Linked DNA regions of Macaca mulatta: region 2 is linked to region 1. A link is a contact called in public Hi-C data. All regions are on one chromosome and are shown on one strand. Each heading gives the region's core, a stretch centred on a gene start, on an enhancer-like site or on the middle of the called end of the contact. The rest is flanking DNA. Distances are from core to core; before and after follow the strand shown.

Region 1 (5,549 bases), core at 1,719-4,218:
AGTAAATAATTGCCATAAAAATCAGGATAGTGTTAACCTCTGAAAGAACTGAGGAAGGGGATGAACAGGAATAGAATATAGAGGGCAGCTTCTCAGGGGCCACAAACATTTTAATTCTTGACTGTGGTAGCGGTTACATAGAGTTCACACTTTATAGCTATTCATTATACTATGTATCGATGTTTGCATGCTTAAATACTAAATGTATGCAAAAAGACACAAAAGATTTAAAATTGTATCTAAGGCACATTAATTGCCTTGCTGTATTTTTTTTTTTCATTACAAAGTGGCAGACAATTGGTTACACTATAAAGAAAATTTTAAAGCACAGGAGTCTACTTTTGATTCCATCAGACATGATTACCGTACACAGTACAAAAGATAGTAAGAGCTAAGCAATGGTGCACAAATGGGGTCCACTATCCAAACTTACAGAAAGTAAGATGTGGAAAATTAGTAACTTTAACTGATAGTGTACCCCTAAAGAAACTACACCGGCCGGGCGCGGTGGCTCACGCCTGTAATCCCAGCACTTTGGGAGGCCGAGGTGGGTAGATCACTTGAGGTCAGGAGTTCGAGACCAGCCTGACCAACATGGTGAATCCCCCGTCTCTACTAAAAACACAAAAAAATTAGCCGGGCGTGGTGGCACATGCCTGTAGTCTCAGCTACTCGGGAGGCTGAGGCAGGAGAATTGCTTGAATCCAGGAGACAAAGTTGCAGTGAGCCCAGATCGCGCCACTGCACTCACTGGGAGACAGCAAGACTCTGACTCAAAAAAAAAAAAAAAAAAAAGAAAAAAAGAAAAAGAACCTACCCAACAGAATTAAATACCAACATAATAAATATGAAGGATTTTAGATTCTTGGTTTTTGAAAAACGTACAAAGATGATATTCCTTCAAAATACCTTTACAAAACAACTGAGACTGTAATGGTTTATATTGATTGTATGAAAACAATGTGAAAAAGAACCAGTACTATTTCACTATAAAAGCTTTACTAATGTAAATGTATAAATTCTTTCTTAAATATTTGAATTCTAATTTTATGATAGAAATTCATTATTTTCATCAAAAACAGCTGGCATTTGGGAAACCAAAGGCTCAAAAACTAAGAATAGTAACCATAGAAGACGAAACAGTCCTTTTAAAACTCATCATCTACACTACAAGGGGAAACTTTGATCACGTCCTTTCTCTTCATCAATCGTAAAACTCAACATTAAGGACTACACAATCCCACATCCCTCTCCGAGAGAAAGCAAAGGCTTTGTGTTGTAGCAACAATGCAAGACACGGAGGGAAGCTCCACTCAAGACTTCCCTGCCTGCTCCTTCCCCAAAGCCACTCCAGAATACCAGGGAGGGTTAAGAGGTAAGGCATGAAGAGCGCAATATCCAATATAAGCAACGCGTCTGATGCATCTGGTCAAAATGCATACAGAGGACTTGTCTCTGTCCCTAGATACAGGTCTCCCGTTCTGCAGTCATGAGGATCAGCTGCTGAGCCTTCACAGTTCCCTTCTCGGACCGTCACGCTCCTCACTTACCACCCCGATGCAGAGCTAGTCTCAGGACTCCCTGCACGTGTCGAGGATTCGTCGGCAGGCTCATGGGGGTGCCAAATGACAGAGCTCGCCTGGTCCTGGCCTTCCCGGCCTATACAAGCCTGCCCCCTTCCCAATTTCCAGTCTCCACAGCCTTCCATCCTCCCCCTTTCGATTCACCTTTCGCCACTGACGCCCCTGGCCTTCGTTTGCAGCAAGTTTACCCCACCATTACCTCCCGCATAAAAGCCTGCCTTTGCCAGGGCAAAGGGGGGTACCAACGCCTGCAGGAATTGCTTCACAGGATCGGCTGGACGCGTCCTCTGCTAGGCTTCACCTGCTGTTGGCGACGGTACACAACCACTCCCAGCATGCCCCGCGCACGCACCACCTCTCCCACCCCGCCCCTCTCCCGCCCAAACACGTGACCCCCTTTCGTCTCCGTCCACGCCCACTTCCGTTCCTCCACTTTCCCTTAGGAAGGAGGAGGGAGCTGGGGGTGTTAAAAGCGTAGCGACTTCCTCCTCTTCCCCGCCCCCGCCCCTGTACCCCTTGCTACAATGTCTTCCGGGTCGCGAGCGCCTCTGAGCCTTCTGGGAAAATAGCTCATTTCCTCCCCTCCCCCTCCTCCTGCCTTCAACCAACCAGCCACCCGTCAGAGAGGGACATGCGCAGTGAGTGCCTCCCGTCTCTTCTACCCGAACCCCCCTCCCCCCCAAGCAGAGAGACCCCAGCAGCAGCAGCAGCTGATGATGAAGAGAGAGGCAGTGGCAGAGGGGGGGCACCTTTTATTTCTATTTTTAAAGGGACAGGACACTAATTCTATCCCACTTCAACCTTGAATTGAGGGGGGTGGGGGGAAGGCGGCTGAGTTCCTTCCCCCACCCTCCAGCCCTGAGCCCTGAGAGGGGGATTGAGCCTGAGAGAGGAGGAGAAGGAGTTTCTTCTTCTTCGAAAACCCCCATCCACGACTCCTACCCCCTCACCCCTCCAACTCGCCTCCCTCCCGAGCCCCCTCCACCCTCCTCCTCTTTGGCCGTGAGAGGAGGAGAGAAAGAAACCAAAAGCCTCTTAGCAACACAGACCCTTTGCTGCTGCTGCTGCTGCTGTTGCTGCTGCTGCTGCTGCTACTGCTGCTGCTGCTACTGCTGCTGCTTGGCCCTGGCTGGAGACATCTCACTACACCCAGGAGCAGCCACTTCCCCAGCTCTCCTCCTCCTCCTTCGCCTCCTCCTCCTCCACTCCCCCCCTTTATTACCCTTTGTGTCATCCTCCACAGCTCCAGGGAAGGCACTCAAAAGTGGGGGGCAGGAAAGGTAAGTGTGTCTGTGGGGGCTTCATTGCCTTCCTCTGGCTCTGACTTTCACTCCGGGGCAACAGTAGCACCAAACCACATACGCAGTGGAGCTCCGGGGTGAGGAGGGGGTGGTGCTGGGGGGGGGGGTGAAGGAGGGGTTGGAGTAGGGAGGGGTGTGTGAGATGGGGTGCCCATCCTGTCAGGGGAGGAAGGGCACTTTTATTTTTATTTGCTGTTGTCAAAAGTGGTTTCTCTCCTCCAGCTAACATCTGATTGTGTCTTGCTCCAGTGGGGGAGAATACAAAAACAACCCCCTCCTTCCTCCAATGAGGCGCCAGGGAAAGAGACAGAAAGAGGCACACTTTCTAGATGTCACTTAAAAAAAATTCATTGGAGAGCTCTTTTTCCCCAGGAAAAGCTTCACTGCATTTGTTTCTGAGTGGGAAAATGTCGGGATCTGGATTGTATTGGAACTGCTTATCCATTTGTAGACCTGAGTGTTTTCCCCTTTTTGGTCCTGTATGAGATTTGGATATTGACTTTAGTGTTGGAAGACTTGATTGGTTTTTGCTTTAGGGGTTTCATTTTCCATTTTTTCGTTTTGTCTGACTTCCATGGAAAATTTCAAATTTTTAGTTGGTAGAGGCCTTTGGTTAGGTTTTGACTTGCATTATTGCTTTTTTTTTTTTTTTTTTTTTTTGTTAAATGTCTGTTTCATATATCAGTATATAAAGTCCAAAGCTCTAAAACGCTTAAAGTTTAAATGCCACTAGTATTGTCTGTTCCCACATATGTTCCTGATACTTATTTTCCATATGATGAGAATATTAGGTATTTTATAATTAATCTGGGTATTTTTGTAATCTTTGTAACTTGTCTGAACAAGTAGTCCCCATTGAAAACTTTATGTTGTTCTGGCTGCATGGAAGGCCAAACCTCTCCATCAATAGTTTGCTGGATTGGTACCACTTTCAGTTTTAGCTGAATTATTTATTTACTGTTGAAAATTGAGATGAGCTTTTCATCTCAATTTCTCTTCGGGTTCTGAACCAAATTGCTCACTATATGTAAAAGGACACAAATTTCTAAAATATGTTTTGATGAGTCAAAGCAATCATGAACTTATAGTTAGTATATTAATTTCGGTTAGCTATAAATTGAAAGGTAAATCCAGATTTAAGTTTATGGAATAACAGTATTGATAAAAATCACTATTCATTTTTCTATAGTATGTTCTTAGTGCATAGCTTTAAAATCCAGTGTTGTATTTTATTTCACAAATGCTAGAAAGTATGTTTCTGATGTAGGCCTTTTACTAGGGCTTATATTGGAAAGTGTTATTTTGTTTCATATATACATTTCTTTATTCTCTCCTTGAAGATGGATGCACACATGCATATACACACACTCTGTCGCTCTCACTCTCTCTCCCTCACACCCTTTTTTTTTTTTTTTTTTGTAACTGCATTGGTATCTCTGATCCCATAATTTATGTCAGCAAAAAATATTCTTCTGTAAAGCAGCAATTTTGTGATCAGACTGGCAATATGAAAACAGCAATTTGATCAACTAGAAAGGATTGAAGAAATACAAATCTAGAAGTATATTTGGCATAAATATTATAAAGACATGGTAATACTTCTAATTTTTTATTTGCTTGATGGTTAAAGTTAAAACATAATATACTCATATTTTAGTGACAGTAAAGCATTGCATATGTAGAAACTTGTTCTGTAAAATTTTAATTATCAACTGTGTGCAAAAGTAGACATTTACATACCGAAATAAAAAAGCTTTATAGCAGTAAACAATATGATCTTATTTCCCTTCTGTTATAAATTTGAACAATTTTTTACCTTTCTCTGAGATGTAATTAGTGTGCTTAAGCAGAAATCTGTGTCAAGTTCAAGTTTTTCTTCCAACATCAATACTGCAATTCCAAGTCCTTGTAAGGTTTCTTGTTCTCACCTTAAAACCTCAGCAACCTTAAAGGTAAGAGAGAGACAGTAGAACTTACTGAAGAAATTAATTTTAAGTAAGCGAATTATGTAGGTAATTGGGGTGGTAGTTGCCCAGTAGGCAGCTGAGTGAAAATTTAGTCTTGAGTTTAATGTCTTTCCTGATTTTGTTTCTTTTTTTTTTTCAAAACATTTTTTATCACACCCCTCACCCTCACCCCCATGATCCTTTTGGTTAGAAGATTCCAGACTTTATCTGAGTTGGATAATGATTTATGTTTAGAAAACCTTGTTAAGTATTAAGAACTGTTGATTCTTTAGGATTGTAATTGTTCAACTGGGTGATATCTTGGAGGTCACTTTATCCAACTCTATATATTGCCGAAGTTCTGAGAACTCGAACTTGCCTGAGGTTCCAAGGCCTGTAAGTGGCAGAGAAGGGAGCAGAGAACTCAGGTCTCCTGATGCTCACTATGCTGCACTACCTCATTTCCTTTGTCAGAAATGAAACTATTATGTACAGTTCTGGGTATACCACTTCAGGATTTCATATGGGGGCATATTATTGTACGAATATTAAGGTGAATAGCTTTAAAGCTATTATTTTGTCTACTTAAATTCAGTAATTTGTTAATTTTTTAAAGAAGTACTAATTGTACCTATTGTAGGTTATTACTATTTTGAAGATAATTTCAGCTTTCTCTAATACTTATTTTCCTCCTGCACTTACAATTAATCAGTAAATAT
Region 2 (5,549 bases), core at 986-3,485, 640 kb after region 1:
AATCAACTTTGAATTAGCAGCTCTAGAATGCTGACTGGTCAATAAACTGAGGAGCCTGGATAGCAGGGTAGCACCACTGAGAAAACAAGAGTTTTGGAGTCAGGTCAGACCTGAATGTGAGCCCAGTTCTGCAAATTGTTGGAACTGAAATTTGGCAAATTATCTGATGCTCAGTTTTCTTACTGGTAAAATTATATTTTTTTCATAGAGTTATAATAAGAATTAAGTGGAATTCAACTAGTTGAGATAATATATATAACATGTTGCTACAATGGTTGGTATATTACACATAGTCAATATTTCCTTTTCTGAGAGAAACAGTAAAACTAAACACAGGGACTAGAAGAAAGCTATCCTTTCTGAACCTGAGGAGGGCTGGGCATCCAGATGAAAGCTCTGGATGACTCATTTCTTCAACTATTGCTTTTTTCTTCCCTTTCAGGCTTGAACCCAGTGCTGACCCCCTCCCAAGAACTTTTTGTTCTTGCTTACAGAGGATTGGAACTGTTCCAGAGGTAGCACTTAGAGAGCAGGACATGCCCATAAGCTTGAGGAAGGTACTGCTTACAAGAAATGAGTCACAGCACCTCCATTGTTTCCAACAACAAAGTGGATGAAAAACACTGAAGCCCCACTAAACAACACTCGGAGTTTTGCTGGGACAGACTGGTTAGACTATTTGGATACTACCATGAATACTATATCCACCATTCTGCCTTCAAACGAGGAGACTGTAGAGAGAAAAGGGAAAGAGGAAGATGAGGAAAAAGGGGGAGGGGAGGAAGTTAAGGGGAAGAAGGACGTAATAGAGGAAGAGATATAGTTTTAACGTCACATAGAAATAACAGTGGGAATCAATTTTTTCACTGTTGGTCTTTAGGAAATATCTGCCTTTCTCTGAGTTAGGCAGAGTATTGATCGATTATTAGAAAATGGTAAAATGTGTTAAAAACTCTCTTTGTACGGTTTTGTGAGAAATGTGTAATGCTTAAAGACTAACCAAGAGCCTCTTGGCTAAACCAGGTGGATGTCAACAATAGCTAGTACTTATTTGAGTCACCTTGATTTTCCCTCCTCTTGAGAACTTTCTCTAACCTGTTTAGGCTGTAGTCATGCCTCCTTTCTCTGAACTCTCACAATTATTGCCTAGATCTCGTTTGGTAATTAATCATGTCCTACTTACTGCCTGTGTCATCTCTTGTATTGTTTTCTTAAAATATTTACACTTTTTTTTCGGTTGTCATTTATCTTTCCAGCTGTCATTTTCTTTAACTATTTACATCTCTTACTGTTACTCATCTTTCCAGCAGTCCTGGCATTCCATTACGGTGAAAGCTCTCTGAGGCAGGAACCTTTTCTCAGACTTCTTCGAGTCTTCCACAGCACCCCACATTTGACACACATCTGCTACTTCGCAAATGTGTGCTGCCTTGGTTAAATTTTTAGAAGCTGAACTTTTAGTAAAACTACTATTTTTGAACTCAGAGAAATACCTACCATCCACTAAACAGCTGTACCGAAGTTTCGGTGACAGGGAACCTAAGTTCACTTGTTGCATCTGGCAGCCTCAAACCATGAACCCTTACTGCTGCCCTGAGCGTCCTCCTCGCGAAGCCGAGGACTAGCGCGCTGCTGCACCTTGGAGAGCTCTTTCGGACAGGTACGGAGGGGAGGGCGGCGGAGAGGGCTGGCACCAGCAGCGCGGCGCCCCTCGGAGCAGAGTGATGGGAGAGACCTGTCGCATCTCTCCGGGATGAGCGCCTCGGTGGATGCGAATTAGCCTGCGCTCAGGGCGCCTTGGGGGATAAGCGCTGTCCGAGTACAGGCTTGGGTGATGGCTAGTGGGGTCCGGGTCGACATCTTCCCTTCCCGCTCCCGGACTTCTGCACACACGCGCTGCTCGGCGCAGCAGTCTTTGCCCGGCGCCTTCCTGCGGGACACCCAGCGAGAGGGATGACCGGGCGGCGGAGGCAGAGGCGCACGCTCCCGGGCGCGGGCGAACTTGCGCACCTGGCACCTGCCACACAGCGAAAGCACCGGCCGGCGAGCGGAGGGGCGCCGCAGCCGCCCCCTCTCCCTGGAGCGGACCGAGACCAGCACGCTCCCGCGGGCCGGCAGCGCCGCGTAGAGAGTGGGTGGGCAGGCAAGGGAGGGGAAGGGAGAGGAAGGAGGGAGGGAGGGAGAGGGCGAGGCGCGTTCCCGCGGCGGGGGCGCGCTCTCGCGCGGGCTGCCGGGATCGCTCGCCGCCGCTGTGGTAATGTCCGCCATGTTGGCCATGGCGCAGGGAGCGGATCGGGCGGGCGAGCGGCGGATCTAGTGTGTGGAAGCGGCCGCGGGCGGCGGGGGGCTGTTTTCGGGCGGGGTGGGCGCCCATGCTGTGGCCGGGGGCAGTGAGGAGGAGGAGGAGCGGGCCGGCCGCGCTGCACTGAGGAAGGAGGTGGAGGAGGCGGCGGGAGTCCTCCCCCCCTCCCCGCCCGCCCCGCCGCCGCCGCCCGGGCTGTTCCTGTAAGGCGGGGAGACAATGAGTAAACTCTCCTTCCGAGCGCGGGCGCTGGACGCCGCCAAGCCGCTGCCTATCTACCGCGGCAAGGACATGCCTGATCTCAACGACTGCGTCTCCATCAACCGGGCCGTGCCCCAGATGCCCACCGGGATGGAGAAGGAGGAGGAATCGGTAGGGACTCGAGTGTTTATTACCCCCCCTTCCCTCCTCCCCCCTCCCCTTTGTCAGTCGGGCCTCGCCATTCACAGAGCGCTTTACGCTCGCTGGAGGGCGCCGCTGCTGCTCTAACGCACGGGACTCTACGCCGGCGGAGTAGCGTAAACCCTCTCGGCTGGCGTAGCGCCCGCCCGCGGCCGCCATGTTGTTGCGTCCCAGTGTTGTGATTAGCTCGCAGCGCTGCTTACGCTGCCGTAAGGGGGCCTTGCCGTAAGCGGCGGCCGGGAATGGCGCAGGGGATGCGCTGGCCGCACTTGGCGTACGGTCTCTGTTTACCTTCCCACCTCCCTCCCCCAGGCGCGGGGCTAATTAATGGCGGGGTATTATTTGGCTAGGCAAGATGATTATTTTTTCCACTTTTAAATTTTGTATTGGGTTCTCTTTGAAATGACTGTAGAAGGGCGCTTTCAAAACAAACATCTTCCTCCCAGCAGTGTAATCATCCTGGCTTCCCCGCCCGCGACGGTGCAGCGGGATGAGGCGGTACAGCACTGCGGCGGGGGAGGGCGGGGACCACGACTACCGACCGGGTAGTAGCGTCCGAGAGCCGCCCGCCGGCCAGTTCAGCCGACCCGACCCGAGCCGGGCGCGGGGTGGACGGGCTCTGACAGCTTCGCCGAGACGGCCGTGCTCCGTGCGCAGTGTTAGAGAGGAGCCGGGGATGCCCCGGAGCGAGCTGCCGGCGTAGCGTTGTCCTCGAGAATTGTCATTGCGAGGTGATCCTTAGAAGTTGAGGACCTAGTGCATCTAAATTGGCAGTTGTAATTTTGATAATACAGCACCTTTTGGGAAAACTGCTGCTTTTTCTCCGATGGGTTAAATTTTGCAGACGGTTGAATATCTGGCTTAACAGAGAGTGTTTATGACTCGAGTGGTGTTACTTGCTTGCGAAGTTCATAGTAACTGCACCCTCAAGAATTTCTTCAATGAACCTGCAGTCCCGCCTTATTGTCAACCTCGGGTGTGTGTGGATTGGTTCTCTTGCTTCTGTGGCTGTCAAAAGGAAGCTCGAGGTTTCCGTGATTGGTTTTCTCTTTTGACTATTAATATTGCAGGAAATGCTTTTATGCCTTTGATTGGCTGGTCGAGTTCTGACCTCACTGTGTTACCCTGTTATTACTACTTTGCTCTGATTTAATCACATTTCTCTTTGATTACTTGAAAGTCTTATATTTTCAGTAGAAAATGAATATGGCCGTAGTATCAGGATGAACTTAACTGTGTGTGTATACAAACGTATATGTAATACATATATATACATGCACATATACATATGTGTGTGCATAGATATAAATATATATCATCAAAACAGCATTTATCTCTAAGGTTTAGAGCTGTGAGAACTTTTTTTTGTATGTGAGAACTCTTTTATTTGTTTCAAACTTGACTCAGTTTTCCATGGGAAGGAAAATTAAGATAAAATTATGTTATGTACAATAGTTAATTGCATTGAACCCTAATAAGCACAACTTTGGATATTTTTGCTATTTTGTGGGTCTTGATCCAAAAGAAAGATGGTCTTAAAAGTACCAGTATTGTGTGTAATTACTTGGATCCTATTATTTTAGAACTTGAGTCAAGAAATCTATTCTAGGCCAGGCGCGGTGGCTCACGCCTGTAATCCCAGCACTTCGGGAGGCCGAGGCCGGCGGATCATGAGGTCAGGAGTTCGAGACGAGCCTGGCCAGTATGGTGAAACTCCGTCTCTACTAAAAATTAGTCGGGCGCGGTGGTGCGCGCCTGTTGTTCCAGCTACTCGGGAGGCTGAGGCAGAAGAATTGCCTGAACTCGGGAGGCAGAAGTTGCAGTGAGCAGAGATCATGCCACTGCACTTCAGGCCTGGGCGACAGAGCGAGACTCCATCTCAAAAATAAGGAAATCTGTTCTAGAGTGAACAGTTAACTCCTGGAAGATATATTACTTTTTGCAATCACCAACATATATGGTCCTTAGTATGCCGCATATGTTTTGGTATTTTATCTTAATTTAGTAAGATTACTTACAGAGTAACTTTTTCATGCTTCATTAAAAATATAAAAGTGCTTAACTCGTGTTGCAATTTTTTTGTTTGTTTGTTTTTTGAGATGGAATTTCCCTGTTGTCGCCGAGGCTGGATTGGCGTGGTCTCGGCTCACTGCAACCTCTGCCTACTGTGTTCAAGCGACTTTCCTGCCTCAGCCCCGCTGAGTAGCTGAGATTATAGGAGCCCACTGCCTCACCCAGCTAATTTTTGTATTTTTAGTAGAGTTGGGGTTTCACCATATTGGCCAGGCTGGTCTCAAACTCTTGACCTCAGGTGATCACCCGCCTTGGCCTCCCAAAGTTCTGGGATTATAAGTGTGAGCCACCGCGCCTGGCGGCGCCTTGCATATATATATTTTTGATATTGAATCTAGCTCTGTCACCAAACTGGAGTGCAGTGATGCGATCTCGACTCACTGCAGCCTTCACCTCCCGGGTTCAAACGATTCTCCTGCCTCAGCCTCTCAAGTGGTTCGGACTACAGGCACGCGCCACCACCCTCAGCTAATTTTTGTATTTTTAGTAGAGACGGGGTTTCATCATGTTGACCACAATGATCTCGATCTCTTGACCTCGTGATCCACCTGCCTCGGCCTCCCAAAGGGCTGGAATTACAGGTGTGAGCCACCGTGCCCTGCCGCACCTTGCAATTTTTTATTAACTCTTTTAGAAAAAATTATTTTCAAAGTAGAGCATGAGTGCTAAACCTGGATACTTTTCAGTAGCCTACTTCAGTTGCCCAATTTTAAGGAAGAAGAAATCCAAATTCTGATAAAACGAGAGTTGAAACCCAGAACCTCTGATTAAC

What was found. A called contact is a pair of places that touch in the nucleus more often than the background predicts.
Region 2: a contact with region 1 is called in a Hi-C map of fetal cortical plate, with 2.1 times the contacts expected there. The contact joins the promoter of EPC2 here to the promoter of ORC4 in region 1. A contact is called at or near these places in 2 of 14 Hi-C or Micro-C datasets (fetal cortex germinal zone and fetal cortical plate).

The regions. Positions count from the first base shown.
Region 1 is chr12:52,995,135-53,000,683 of T2T-MMU8v2.0, forward strand. ORC4 (origin recognition complex subunit 4) reads right to left here and starts at 2,969. Exons shown (of 14, transcript XM_077956940.1): 1 at 2,806-2,969. It overlaps MBD5 (methyl-CpG binding domain protein 5), which reads left to right and starts at 2,827. Exons shown (of 14, transcript NM_001266707.1): 1 at 2,827-2,863.
Region 2 is chr12:53,639,370-53,644,918 of T2T-MMU8v2.0, forward strand. It overlaps EPC2 (enhancer of polycomb homolog 2), which reads left to right and starts at 2,236. Exons shown (of 14, transcript XM_015110068.3): 1 at 2,236-2,674. The coding sequence starts at 2,522.